Regions from separate parts of the Sus scrofa genome. Here region 1 is linked to region 2. The links are chromatin contacts, called in public Hi-C maps. All regions are on one chromosome and are shown on one strand. Each heading gives the region's core, a stretch centred on a gene start, on an enhancer-like site or on the middle of the called end of the contact. The rest is flanking DNA. Distances are from core to core; before and after follow the strand shown.

What was found. A called contact is a pair of places that touch in the nucleus more often than the background predicts.
Region 1: a contact with region 2 is called in a Hi-C map of embryonic fibroblasts, with 1.9 times the contacts expected there. The contact joins two enhancer-like sites. A contact is called at or near these places in 3 of 47 Hi-C or Micro-C datasets (embryonic fibroblasts, epiblast stem cells and mesenchymal stem cells) and 1 of 2 datasets of contacts at active chromatin or transcription factors (skeletal muscle).

Annotation. Positions count from the first base shown.
Region 1 is chr6:95,256,498-95,263,867 of Sscrofa11.1, reverse strand. MACF1 (microtubule-actin cross-linking factor 1) reads right to left here. Exons shown (of 96, transcript XM_021095983.1): 55 at 3,203-3,364; 56 at 2,857-3,027; 57 at 1,838-2,004. Among named protein-coding and RNA genes, the nearest start is that of KIAA0754, 12 kb to the right of the region's middle. Within about 2 kb of position 4,752, at least 2 of the 83 cell types and tissues checked have an H3K27ac peak or open chromatin away from gene starts, as enhancers often do. A contact at or near this core is called in embryonic fibroblasts, where this site is marked.
Region 2 is chr6:95,148,062-95,154,890 of Sscrofa11.1, reverse strand. It overlaps MACF1 (microtubule-actin cross-linking factor 1), which reads right to left. Exons shown (of 96, transcript XM_021095983.1): 16 at 5,945-6,073; 17 at 4,634-4,711; 18 at 4,037-4,055; 19 at 3,895-4,034; 20 at 1,782-1,886; 21 at 1,078-1,173; 22 at 375-500. Among named protein-coding and RNA genes, the nearest start is that of KIAA0754, 97 kb to the left of the region's middle. Within about 2 kb of position 4,825, at least 5 of the 83 cell types and tissues checked have an H3K27ac peak or open chromatin away from gene starts, as enhancers often do. A contact at or near this core is called in embryonic fibroblasts, where this site is marked.

The DNA of each region.
Region 1 (7,370 bases), core at 3,503-6,002, 110 kb before region 2:
AAAAAAGAAAGAAATCAAAAAGAAACAAATCGTGACTGTAATCATTTTACGGACCTAGGATATAAGTACATAAAATGATGGCTATAATACAGGTGCAGATGGAGAATTATGGCAGTTAAGAGGAAGGTGAAATTGTCCTATGCTTGGAGAATAAAGAAAAGCTTCATAAAAACAGAGGAGATGAACAAAAGTATTTCATGGAAGGTGCAACACCATCAGCATAGGTAGAATTAGGAAACTGACAGAAGATACTGAAGAACAGAATATGGTTTATTCTACTCATGAGGAGAATACTGGCAACTAAAAAGGTAGGTTAGGGCCAACCAGTAGAAGGCTTTGAAAGTTGGGTTAAAGAGATTTTATTTTATAGGTAACAGGGAGTCGTTAAATGTCTGTGGGCTCACAAAGAGTGGAAGGCCTGAGAGTAGGCGGCAGGAGACTGCTGAGTGATTAGTTAGGTCACCTTGGGTGAGCCACAGCAGGGGAACTAGCCCACGTGAGAGTTCATAAGTCATGACCTGAGGCTACTGAGAAATGGATAGACAGGAAAGACATTCTAGGAGTAAAATGAACAGAATTTAGCATCCTGATAGATATGGGACACAAAGAAGGGAGAAGAAAAGGCTAAAAAATGGGGCTGAGGTTTTAGGCCTAAGTAACTGGAAGGTTAACGGTGCTATTAGTGGAAAGGGATGGAGAGAGAGAAGAAAAAAGTGGTGGAATTTGGAAATGAAAATAAACTGAACTCTTTCATTTGTTTCTCCCACTAATATATGCAAGCAAATACTCTAGCTCAGATGAGAAATAAGCAGGCCATGCACAGGCAGAAGTAAAGAGAATGAAGGAGGAGTTATCTGAAGACTGCTAGTGGCTACCTAGAAAACTGAAAGGATACAATAAATAATCAACTCTACGAATCTCATACTGATTTCTTTTTTTGCTTTTTAGGACCACACCCACGGCATATGGAAGTTCCCAGGCTAGGGGCTGAATCAGAGCCACAGCCACAGTGACGCCAGATCTGAGCCATGTCTGCAACCTACACCATAGCTCACGGCAATGCTGGTTCCTTTAACCCACTGAGCAAGGCTAAGGATTGAACCCGCATCCTCAAGGGTACTAGTTGGGCTTGTTACTGCTGAGCCACAATGGGAACTTCTTCACACTGATTTCTGATTAGTTATCATTAAGTTTAAAAACTGGGGACAGTATAAGCTACAAGTAAAGACATAGTGTGACTTTTTAAGCTCAAGTGACTTTGAGGTAACTTACAGCTATGGAAGGAGAAAGCATTTCCTTGGAGGAGAAAAGTATACTGCCTGTCTTGTGAACATTTACTGAAGAAGTCTGTGCATCTCTTGAATGTTCATTTATTTCACGGAACTAAGGACTAGCTCTTAAATGTAAGATTATCTAATATTAGGATAAGCTAACAGAAAAGAAATATGACACATTTCAATTGCAAATATCAAAAAACATTATTTATAAATATGAATGGGAAAAAAAAATCTGTTTCCAAAACTCAGAAAATAACTTGGCTGGATTATAGGAGTCTGCGTCTGTCACTTGGAACCATGATTATACTGCAACAGAACAACAACACAGAGCAATGAGTCTTCCAGGTCTCAGAAATGTATGAGGTGGCTGAGGCTCATTTCCTGAGAGTTATTCTGGTTATGAGGATCGTTTCTAAAAACCTATCCTTTTTCAAGATAAAAGCCGTTAAATACCTTCCAAAGCACTGTAAGAACGATCCGGGAATGTTCAGAGAACCTCAGTGATACAAGTCAGAAACCTTCTCTGACTCATTTATTCTTCAAAAGCCCTGTGGCCTTACCTGGCTGCTGCCTTGCTGAGGAGTCCAGTCCATCTACTTTCAAGACTCTCCAACTGTCCAGTGATTTTCTCTCTATCAGCCAGCTCGGCTGACTGGGCGATTCTGCCTCCTTCTGCTTGAAGCATGTCTACTGTGGCCTTTCGATCATCTAGGAGCCGCTGTAGCAACTGATGCACATGTTTAAAGAGAATGAAAAGCGACAGCGTGGGGTCACTTTACAACTGGAAATAAGGAAAATAAACAAAATCCCCAAACAAAACCAAACCCCACCTCACCAAGCCCTAAGTTTAATTGAATAATGAAGGTTTTTTTTTTTTTTCCATCCTGAGGCAAAAACATGAACTATAATGTAATTCCTACCACCCATATAAACTTATGGTGGTAAGTTTTTTTTAATGGCCACCCCAATGGCATATGGAAGTTTCTGGGCTGGGGACTGAATCTGAGCCACAACTGTACCAATGCCAGATCCTCTAACCCACTGTGTAGAGCCAGGGATCGGACCTGCAACGTCACAAGGACCCGAGCTGCTGCAGTTGGATTCTTAACCCACTGTACCACAACGGGAACTCCTAACGTTTTTAAATGGAGCAGTGACTGTCATCATGTGACTAATAGGGAGCCTACTTTGAACCAGGAGAAAAAGGCATTAAAATGGAAATTAAACCTACACACACACACACACACACACACACACAGATAGAAGTTTATACATGATAAACATTATTTAGAATATTGCTGGCCCCCAAAACACAAAAAATCTCTTAAGATAAAGCTGTGACAAACACTGAAATAGGGTAAATGAACAAGTAAAATGGTTCAGTCTAATACGTGCCATGGTAAACTAGAAGATTATCAAGTAAGAAGATGAAAATCAATTTCCAACTTTCTTTTCAGATGACACAAGGTAGGTTAGGATTCTCCTAAAACCCTCGAATATGCTCCTGAAACCATAAGCAAATTGCTGTCTGCCATTCCCTACGGCTGTTACAGTTCACTGCCCCAACATTCTCACTTACCTTCTGTTCTTGGATCTGTGCTTTCACCACTTTATACTCAGCAGATGGAGGTTTCTGATTGGCTATGAGCTCCTCAGTGTCTGCCAACCAGCTGAGCAATGGCTCCAAGGCATCTTGGAACTTCCCACAATGCAACAAAGCCTCCTGCAGTTGGGCAATTCTTTGTGCAACCTGTATCACACACACAGAGGCTCATTAGGAGAAAGGAGAGAGCTTTTAAATGACTATACTCACTCCTCTTCCTAACTACACATTGCAACTGCTAGTTTTATTTGCATTCAGGTGCCAGGGAAACCTGAAATTTAGATGTCTCTTTTCTATGCCCCTCCATTCCCAGTACACTCACCTTTTTATTCAGTGTGTTCCACCGAGTGTTGATTTCTTCCATGTCATGTTCCAAACCCTGCACATCACAGTTTTTTCCAGCACTCTGAACCAATCCCTGGCCGAGTCCATTCACCTGCTGTAATTTCATCTGAAGAGGATCCACCTGTTCTTTCTGAAACATCTAGATAAGTGCAAGCCAGAGAAGATTTAATCAAAGGAAGTGAGATCCTCTATGCCACATTGTGACTGGTTATTCTTGGGAGATTTATTTATTATTTTTCCCTTTTTTGGCCGCACTTGCGGCATATGGAAGTTTCTGGGCCAGGGATCGAAACGGCACCACCACAGAGACAAGGGGGATCATTAACCCACTGTACCACAGCAAGAACTCCTCTTGGGAGAGCTATGATTTGACAAAGGAGGGACAGGAATAACAAGCGAAAACAAGCCATCTGTACAGGAAAGTTTTGAGGAAACGTGGTTTCACATTTCAATACATTCTTCTATAGACAAGTAATTTCAGAGAGTTATGGGACCACTTAAGCATTTAACCCAATGACTCATGGTTTGTTCTTACTTGTTTTTTAATCTGCTTAATTTTTAATGCAAACACATACAGAGAATAGAGAAGCATCAGCCTCAAGACATCATGAAAGTAAGTGTGATGCATATCAATCCTAAAAGGGAAGAGAGAGACACCAAATGACTAGTACTTAAGATTAAAAATACCCTTGGGAATAGCTTTAACTGACCACTGATACATGCAATGCTCTTCTGCCACTAGGACTAATAACTCAATTAGCCAAAACATATTAATGGTGTGAAGAACACCAGCCTCATAGCTTAATCCCCCCGTGGCCATTTTAACTCCATTCTATTCCAAGGCCACAGACCACACACAGCCAATAATCTTGAAATAGTATTCCTCTGATTACAAAGGGAAATGGGTCAGTAATACTGGGAATGTCCTAACAACTTCAGATACATACTCTGAATAAGATGTAGATATACATAAAATATTAAAAAAAATGATACTGTATTTCCATGTTCACCATGAAACAATGGAATTTTAAAACAACATAAACAAGTGTAACAAGCAATATGCATGTTTCTTTTTACTGCAGTCAAGGTCCATTATTACTAAGAAATTTCTAAAAGGAAACAGAATCAAAAGAGAAGATTACATTTTGTCACTCTAATGATTTTAAAGAAAATAATGAAATAAATATTTGTCCCTAAGATCAGATTTCTTTCAATTATCAGAAGATAAAACCAGACATAGTCCACTAGTTTGGATCTATTTCCATCCTTTTTTCTTCCACAAAAAAGTTCCTTCAGTTTCAGTGAGACAGGTGAGTCAATTAAAGTTGAAGAATGACAGAAAATGGAAGAGGGCAAAACTAAATGTGAAAGAAAATTATAAGTTTGGGTAAAACTAATTTTGGCCTATGTGAAACCACAGATCACACTAGGATTAGGAAACCTGATTCCTGAAAGAATGGTCTGTGGCTGAAGAAGTGAGTCACCAGGGAGGAAAGGCCCTAGGGAACACTGGAAAAGGGAAGGTTATAAAGGTAATTACCAGTGGGCTTCATTTTATACTATAATTTGATTACACCATATTTTGTTAGGCAACACTACAAGGCAGTTCAGCTAAAAATGACTGTTTCTCCAACAACATGGCTCCCAGAGAAAGCAAGGGCTATGATACCATCTTGTATTAAAGACGTTTCCAGTGCAGAAAAATCAGAGGGAGGAAAAACAACTGCCATGGTTTAAGCTGCCTGGGTACAACAAGATGGCAGTGGGGCAGGGGCTAGAAAGGCAAGAAAGCAGAAAGCCAAAGGTACAGAGGGCAGATGTTAAGTCCACACCAAAGAGCCCCCTTTAATCTAGAAATTAAATCCTATCTCATGCTATGACTGACATTTAATTTTTTTTCTGCATTGTCCAACATGGCAGCCAGTAGCTACATGTGTTTATTTAAATTAATGAGAAATTCAGTTCCTCAACCACACCAGCCACACTTCATGAAATCAACAGCCATGGGTGGCAAGTGCCTAATGTTTTGGGGAACACAGGTAAAGGGTATTTCCATTTTGGCAAGAAGCTCTACTGGATATCAATGTAAATGACACAGAAAAGTAAAAATGTAACAGCTATTTTTTTTCTTAAAATTTGGATTTTCTCTCTTCATGAACATTTCACATAGAAGCATTAGAGATTCCTTTGTTTCCCATATCCACCCTGCAGATTAAGTTGACAGGGAAGGAGTATTTGTCCCATTTTCCCCCAGAATTTTAAAATATTTGAAAGCACCTCCAAATACTAAGTACTACTTAGATATTTATTTTGAACACAAGCGAACAGAAAGTAAATTTGAAAACACTTGCTCCTTTCTCTCAACTCCCAAATAAAGCTGTTCTGCAAAACCAGTGCTTTCAGATACACTAAAATCCCTACTCCTTAGTATCTCGATGGGACTATGCATGTTATTAACCAACCAGTGCTGGCAGACATTTCCCAGAACAGAACACTAGTAAAAATTATTGCAAGGCTGTAAGATGCAACAGGGACATAAACCAGAAAACTTCCCCCAAAACTTCTTATAGCACTTTTATCTTTGTCATCCCACATTCTCAGTTTTTATCCTGGCTGATCCTGTTTCTGATGTCCTTTGCTCTCTTCCTCTTTCTTAGATCTCCAAATGTTAGTCTTTGTGGAGAGAGAAAAGGGTAGGTTAGGATGCCTTCTTATGCTACATTCTCTTCTAGGAATCCAATCCATTCCTATGGCTTTAAATATTTACCATGGCAAATGCTTACTACTTTAAAACTTCAAATCTCTATACCTAGCTACTTTCTTTACATTGCCAAACAAATAAGTCACAGGCATCTCGAATCTAACCATTCCGAAACTGAACAGTATACCTCCTAATTTCCTTTCCCTGCAAATCTGTTCTTTCCTAAACAAGTTACTACTGCACCCACTGTATAGCTGTAAGCATAAATGACACCATCTTGTGCCCTTACAGTTCCTTTTGTCCTTCCCCTGACACTACCCAGGACTGTACTAATACAGTAAATCACTTCTCTGTCATTAAGGGCTTTGTAGTTAATAGATATTGTTTAATAATCATAAGGATCAGGTAGTCTCTATGCTCTGTTAGTCCCCAAACAATGATGAAAACCTTTGCTGAGGTATATTCCTGGCGCCCATGAGACCAGCTACCCATTCATAAATCTTGACTTAGGAATGCATGTCCCATTTCCAAGTACCTATCCCTTCACCCAGGTAAACTATAGAACTGTCCTGGTGGCCCTCAGTGGTGCAGAATGCAGCTACAAATGCTTCTGGATTGTCTGCCTGATCCCCATCCCACTCTGAGAGTAAGTTACCCTATAATGCTATAATGAACTGATCCACTGATTATATGGAGCTGCTTGCCTCGTTTTTTGGTCTCAAGATGCCTTCTCAGTTCAGGCACTTTTCGTTCCCTTCGTCCTCCAACACCTAGCCACTCAGTCGTGCATACTAGAACCTAGAAGCCATCCTTGATAACTCCCCCTCCCTCTTACCCAATATGAAAGCCATTATCAGGTCTTACTGATTCTACCTGGAAAATATATCTTGGATCCATCCAATGGTCTTCAAATCCAGTAACATCTCTCTGGTCCAAGCCGCTGGGACAAGTGCAATAATCTAGGCTTCTCTACTCTGTCCTTGGTCCCGTAAAATCTATTCTACACATAGTAGACAGTGTGATTTTTTTTTTAATTGCAAACCATTATCTTGTTTTCTGTATTCCATGTCAATTACTATAATACAAACTATTAAAATATAAGACTGAAGAAACCTGAGATTTATAAGTCTCAAATAATGTTGAGACCGTTTCCTGACAGTGTGAACGAATTTTCTCTATCCTTAAGCTGAGTGTCATCTTTTAAAAACGTAAATGAAATCATTTCATTCCGCTACTTAAAATCTTTCAATAGCTTCTTATGGTTTTTAAGGTATAGATCCTTTTGAAGATTTCTTTCTCAGCCCCTGCAGGTTCCCTTCCCACCTCTCCAGGTTTAACACATGGCACTCTTCTGGAACCCTTGCTCACTGTGGTCTAGCCGCTTAGTTTTCTTTTAGTTCTAACATGCCAAGCTCCTCCCAGTTTCCATTTCCTTTGTCTGAAA
Region 2 (6,829 bases), core at 3,576-6,075:
ATTCTCTTTGCATGACAGAGTGAAAAAGAAGCTAGTGTCAGCTCATCCTGTCAACCCCTGTTTTTCATGTTCTACACCCCACCTTTGGCTCCAACTATTGAATAAAAATAGGAGCACTGCAAAAGAAATTATGATGAGCGCTACGTGGCTCAGGGACATGTGGCTAGGCCCTTATTTCAACAGCATAGCCAAAGGACTCTTATTAGCAATTTAAGGAAAAAAAGGAAAAAGAACAAAACTGACTAAACTCTAAATGTGAGCCAAACTTTCCAACGATGACCCACAGCCCTAGAGTGTTCAAGGATATAAATAGCAGCAGCTGATAAGGTTACTCTTTTTCTCAGAAGCAATCACCCCGCTGATACAACACCCACCATGGAGTCCTGAAGCAGGTCTTCCAGGCGGGATAAGCTGGTGCTGTGGTCACAGGAGTACTTTCGTTTGATGGAGTCTTGGAGGTTCCTCAAGAATGACTCCAGGTCTCTGGCATCACTGAAGAACTGCAGGGATAGAGTGATATGTTTAGTGATAATAATCACTAAATGATTGTTGTTGTTTTAAGCAACTCAGATTTTGGGGGTTCTTTTCTTTTCTTTTCTTTTTAGGGCCACACGTACAGCATATGGAAGTTTCCAGGCTAGGGGTCGAATTGGAGCTGCAGCTGCCAGCCTACACCAGAGCCACAGCAACACGGGATCTGAACCACGTCTGCGACCTACACCACAGCTCATGGCAACACCAGATCCTTAATCCACTGAGAGAGGCCAGGCATCAAACCCTTGCTCGTCCTCATGGATACTAGTTGGGTTTGTTACCGCTAAGCCACAACGGGAATTCTGGCAACTCCGTTTTTGGGGTGGTGGTTTATACAGTAAAGGTTAACCGACAGAGACATGTTTTTAACCTCACCTTTCTATGTGCGTGCATGTAGATACATGCTAACATGCACGGTCACACACACAATCTCTTGCCCAAATGAAGAAGGTTATCCTCCTTATCCTCTCTGTTGCATTCATATACTCACACATGTATACACACTCAAATACACACAGACACACAAACTCAAAGCCCACATACCTGAAAGTAAGCAGCATTCTCCTTCACATGCTGCTCCACACACAAGCACAGCTGCTTCATCCACTGCAATTGGGACTGGACAGCGGCACTGTAGGCCTGCAGCAACCAAGCACATGGTGGGGGGGGGGGTGTCAACAGCCCTGCTACACAAGGTGCAACACACTCTTCAGCTACACCACACTGCCAGGGCCAGAGAGGCCAGCAGAAGACAGACAGAGATACTTGACTGGCAATGGCTCAATGCTTCCATGGGAAAGAGGCATAATTTTTTATCCAAAGTGGTTTTGGTAAAAGGTGTGACATAGAAAGGGGCTCTTCCACACTCAGTTGCAACTAAATGATCTGTCAGCAAAACCCCGGTGTAAACAAATCCCTCCCGGCTTCCTCCACTGCTTCTCTTCTCTAGGCACAGGCTCCACTCCAAGACCCAGGGACTGTCTAGGTAGTTAGTTGAAAATGTATGGTTCAAGTCACTCTCCCCAGGAATACAGGAGTCAGCACCACTTCTGCTGTTTCTCCTTAGACTACCACCAAAACTGTCTGTAGTCTTTGGGGGAGGGGGTAAAAAGGAAGAAGACCCAAGAACCATGATCCTGATACGTCCTCCCAGCTGCTCAGCAGGACTAGGTCTGAATACGTTTACAGTGACCCCCCCCCCAACTCCTGTCCCAGCACTTGACCTCACATCGTCCCATGTCACACACCTCTACTGTCTGCTTGGCTGGGTGGTTCTCCAGTGACAGCAGCTCGGCTGTATCTTGTAGAGACCGGAACACGTCCTGTTTCTCCTCTAGTTCCATTGTCAACTCCTGAAAATTAAATTCAGTTTTATCCAACAGGTGCTATAAAGGGAGGAGTAGCAACGAAGAAAAAGCTGTGTTCCTCGCTCTACTCTGAAGGAGCCCGCAACCCAGGGTTAGTGCCAATATGAGCTGCACAGACAGACATGCCAGAAGATTTCAGAGAAGAGCAAAATGCTGAAATTGCTGGTGAAAGATTCACAAAGGATAGGGGACCTGAGCAAGAGGAAGAACACGGGATGAGACTGAAGGAAAGGAAGGAGGGAGCGTGCCTGGAGTGGGCCATTCACAGTAGCACCCACCGAACTCAGCACTTGAACCACATATCTGACTGGCTGGCTTGCTCAGACTACCCCCTCAGCCTGTAGTGCCCTCCTCTGGCCCTCCTTTCTGTTAACACTGTAGGGCCCTCGGTTTAGATGTCAGCCCTTCTGTGCAGCTGGCTACTGATCCTCACGACTAGATTCGATCCCTTCTTGAGCACTTGATTCCTCTCTAAGCACTTTCTTTTTTGGTTTGTTTTTTGGGCCGCACCTGCAGTCTATGGAAGTTCCCAAGATAAGGGTCGAATTGGGACTACTCTGCTGGCCCACGCCACAGCCACAGCAATGCTGGATCTGAGCCACGTCTGTGACCTACACCACAGCTCATCGCAACTCAGATCCCCAACCCACTGAGCGATCAATGCCAGAGATCAAACCTGCATCCTCATGGATACTAGTTGGATTTATTTCTGGTGTGCCATGACAGGAACTCCCTCTGAGCACTTTCTTTATAACAGTCTAATTTCTGTTCTCATACAAACTATTTATTGTATTATAGTATCTTTCTTATTTACTTCAGAAGAATCATACACCACTGTCTAATGAAGTAAACATTATTAAACATCTTCCTAGGAGTTCCCTTCGTGGCTCAGAGGAAATGAATCTGACTAGTATCTATGAGGACGCAGGTTTGATCCCTGGCCTTGCTCAGTGGGTTAAGGAGCCATGGGCTGTGGTGTAAGTCACAGATGAGGCTCAGATCTGGTGTTTCTGTGGCTGTGGCATAGGCCAGAAGCTGTAGCTCTAATTCAACCCCTAGCCTGGGAGTCTGCGATATGGAAATACTAAAAACAGCAAAAAAAAAAAAAAATCCTACTTATATATATATACATATTTTCATTGAAAAGAATAAAAAGCATTGTCCCATTGTCCAATGCTGAATTTTCCTTCCATTTTACAAACCAAGAGATTGAGGCCAAAACATTATTATTATTATTATTATCATTATTATTTTGTCTTTTTAGGGCCACAATCGCAGCATATGGAGGTTCCCAGGCTAGAGGTCTAATCAGAGCTGTAGCCACTGGCCCACACCACAGCCACAGCCACGTCAGATCCTTAACCCACTGAGTGAGGCCAGAGATCGAACCTGCAACCTCATGGTTTCTACTTGGATTCATTTCCACTGCGCCACGACAGGAACACCCAAACATTACTGAATAAGTTAAAGAGAATTCGGAATTTGTGAGAAGCTGAGAATATACCTCAGTTAAACAATATTAAGTCCTATACTACATGCCTTGCTATATTCACTTACTAAATCTTAGCCTTTTACACAACGCTTTGAAGTGGTCTATTATTCCATTTTACAGAGGTTTAGGGAGATTAGATGACTTACCAAGGTCACGGAGCTAATAAGTGGAGGAATAAGAATTTGATGTTAGATCTACCTCATTCCAAAGCCTATAATCTTGACCACAAAGTTACATCGCCTCTGAAATGATTCACTTTTCAGAGTGCTGCTCTCTTCACCCACAATACTGCCTTTCTAAAGGCATTCTAAATAAATTCATTCTAGAGCTTAATTTCCCCTCTCTCCATGCACACTTCTCACATCAACAGATGCGTTAAGCAGGGTCCCTATTTCCATCTAGCAAAACACAAATCCAGAAACCCAAGCTCTCAGCAGACCAGCCCCTCAGCTCCTTCTGCTGCTATTACAAAATAGGACAGGTCTGTCATGCTCGACTCACAGAGAAGTAATTTTTCTTGGCTGGGATATTGGGATTGTTGTCACTCCAGTCATATGCTAGTTCTTCTTCCTCCTTCTCATTCAACCAGATCAACTCAGCTGTAGCTCTAGAGACAAATTTATGCAGGCTCTGAAGGTGCTCATCCGGAAGCTAGAAGTTTCCTAGACAAAGGGAGGATTAACAAGGTTAGGCTGCCAGCCTTTCATCTGGAGAAGATGGCACATTTGACATCAAAGCAAAGAATAGCTGAGGAAATAAATTTAGCCTTGCTTCTTAATCCCTGGGTGCTTCTCCGCAGACTTAAATTTAGTACAAGTTAGGTATAGGGCTCCCAGAGAGCCCCTGTCAATCCTCGCTAGAAGTGAGAACTCGCCAGGCCTTTGTGGTGCTCCCTAGATAAAGAATGACCCTGGGCCTGTCCTGTTCTGGTCAGTCTTGAAAGACAGGAGTCCCCTCCCTGTCAACCTCAAGCTTTCAGTGTTAATGTCTTGGCGGACACGAGAGCCACTGCTTAGGTGAAGTGTGATAATGAGGATAAGCTCAACTTACTTCAAACTTTCTGGGGCAGTGGTTTCTGATCCATTAAGAGAATTGAGAAAATATTATAATACATATGAACAACTGCACAGTAAACAATATAATCTATCAGACAGAAAACCAAAACAGGGCCAAACCAAGAACTTCCTGAATTAGGGATCCAGGTTCTCCATGAACAGAACAAAAGACAGTCAAAACTCACCTTCAATTTACAATACTGTGTCTCCAACTTTCCAAGAGTTTCAACATAACTGGTATGGAAATTTTGGGACATTTTTCCCTGATAAGAAAGGAATGAATTAAAAATATATTAGAGACAGAGTAAGTAAACTACATCTATGGTATGATTTCAGCTATGTAAATGTTATGTCTGCACAGAGATAAAGATTGGTTACTCTGAGAAAACAAAACACTTGACCAGCACACTTCCGGGTGAGATTTCATAGCTCAGAGCAACACTGAGTGAGGAACAGTTTAGCAGGGCAAGCACACTTGACAGACCTCCTGGTCCTGTGTTTCCAGAAATTCCGGGAGGTTTCCAAGCAAAACCCAGACCTCAAAGTATTCAGTTGACTTTTTTTTTTTTTTTTTTTCTTTTTCTTTTCGCTCTTTAGGGGCACACTTGCAGCATATAGAAGTTCCCAGGCTAGGGGTTGAATTAGAGCTGCAGCTGCCGGCCCACGCCACAGCCACAGCAATGCTAGATTCGAGCCAAGTCTGTGACCTACACCATAGCTCACAGCAATGCTGGATCCTTAACCCACTGAGCAGGGCCAGGGATCGAACTCACATCTAGTCGGGTTTGTTACCTCTAAGCCACAACAGGAACTCCTAATCAATTGGTTTTTGGAGAGGAAGGTCAAAATTTTGAGTGAGGAAGAGGAGAGACTGTTTAGTTTCTCTTACCAGCTCTCTATTGCAAGAAGATAGTGAAGTGGAAAAAGCATGAACTTCTGGAGCAGAGGGCCTGAGTTTGGAAACTGCATTCATGACTTACTAATTTTGACCTTAGCTTTCAGTATCACTATTCTTTTTTAATAAAAAGGGGCTAATAAAAAAAAACCTTTCTGGAGTTCCCATCTTGGCTCAGTGGTTAATGAACCCAACTAGCATCCATGAGGATGTGGGTTCAACCCCTGGCCTGGCTCAGTGGGTTAAGGATCTGGCATTGCTGTGAGCTATGGTGTAAGGTTGCAGACGTGGCTTGGATCCCACATTGCTGTGGCTGTGGTATAGGCTGGCGGCTGCAGCTCCAATTTGACCCCTAGCCTGGGAAGTTCCATATGCTGCGGGTGCGGCCCTAAAAAGCAACAAAACAAACAAACAAACAAACAAAAAAGACACCTTTCTCACAAAGTTATTTCAAAGAGTAAGAGACACTTCATGTGAAAAGGGGATTTAAGGTCAAGTGTGGCTCATGGGTAGCCCCCTTTCCCTGAGGGACAGGTACACCATGCATGGCCTCATCGTGCACCCACCCCACCCCCCATTATGGAGTCTGAATGCCCCACACCTCATAGAGCCTGGCCTCTTTGACACTCGAGCCCAGTTCTTCCACACTGGCATGGATGTGCTGCTGTGTTTCCAGCTGAAGCTCCACACTAGGCAGGTCATTGCCCCACTCTGCTCGTTCCAATTTCATCTAAAAAAAGAAAAATACAAATATAATTTATTGCTAAGTTGTCAGAAGAAGAAAACTGTCAGAATCAATGTTTGGACAAGGGGGCTAGGGATGGGGGTTGAGGAAAAAAGGACATCTAAACCATCTCCACTTTGGGCTCTTACAGGAAAGCAGGCCATAACCACCCCCAAGGAGCTGGAGACAAAACCTCAGCCACTATAGAAGCAAGAGTGGTCTTTTGTTGCTGCATCATGGGAACACATCCTTGAATTTACCAACCAGAAAGGTGTGCCCACAGGCTGCAATGCTTAACTTTGTAGTTGAGGCATTTCCCATCATGGGATCTCTGCATTTCATAATCAGAATGGAGATGAGAAATACGTATCTGTAGATACTATGCTTCATTCATGCCATCAACTATTCGTCAATGGAGGATAATCATAAAACAGTTAACTTGTCTTTGAACGGCTTTATTTATTGGTACAGGGGAATCTGATTATCAGGAGTTGGGAAGAATTTAATACAAAAGGGTTAGAAGGATAAGAGGACAATATTGAACTTGAACCATTATCCCAGACACATGTAAATGGTGCCCCTTAGAATTCTGATGCACAGCAGGCTTGGTCTTACACTTAAGAGCAAAGACAAAAACAGCAGTGAAGTAGGAGCTCCTCTGCCACTTCAGGAGGACACTTCAGGAAGGATGACCGAGATTTATAGATTCTGCAACTTCTCCCACTAGCTCCCACTTATAGCACAATTAGCCGAAGGGAAGAG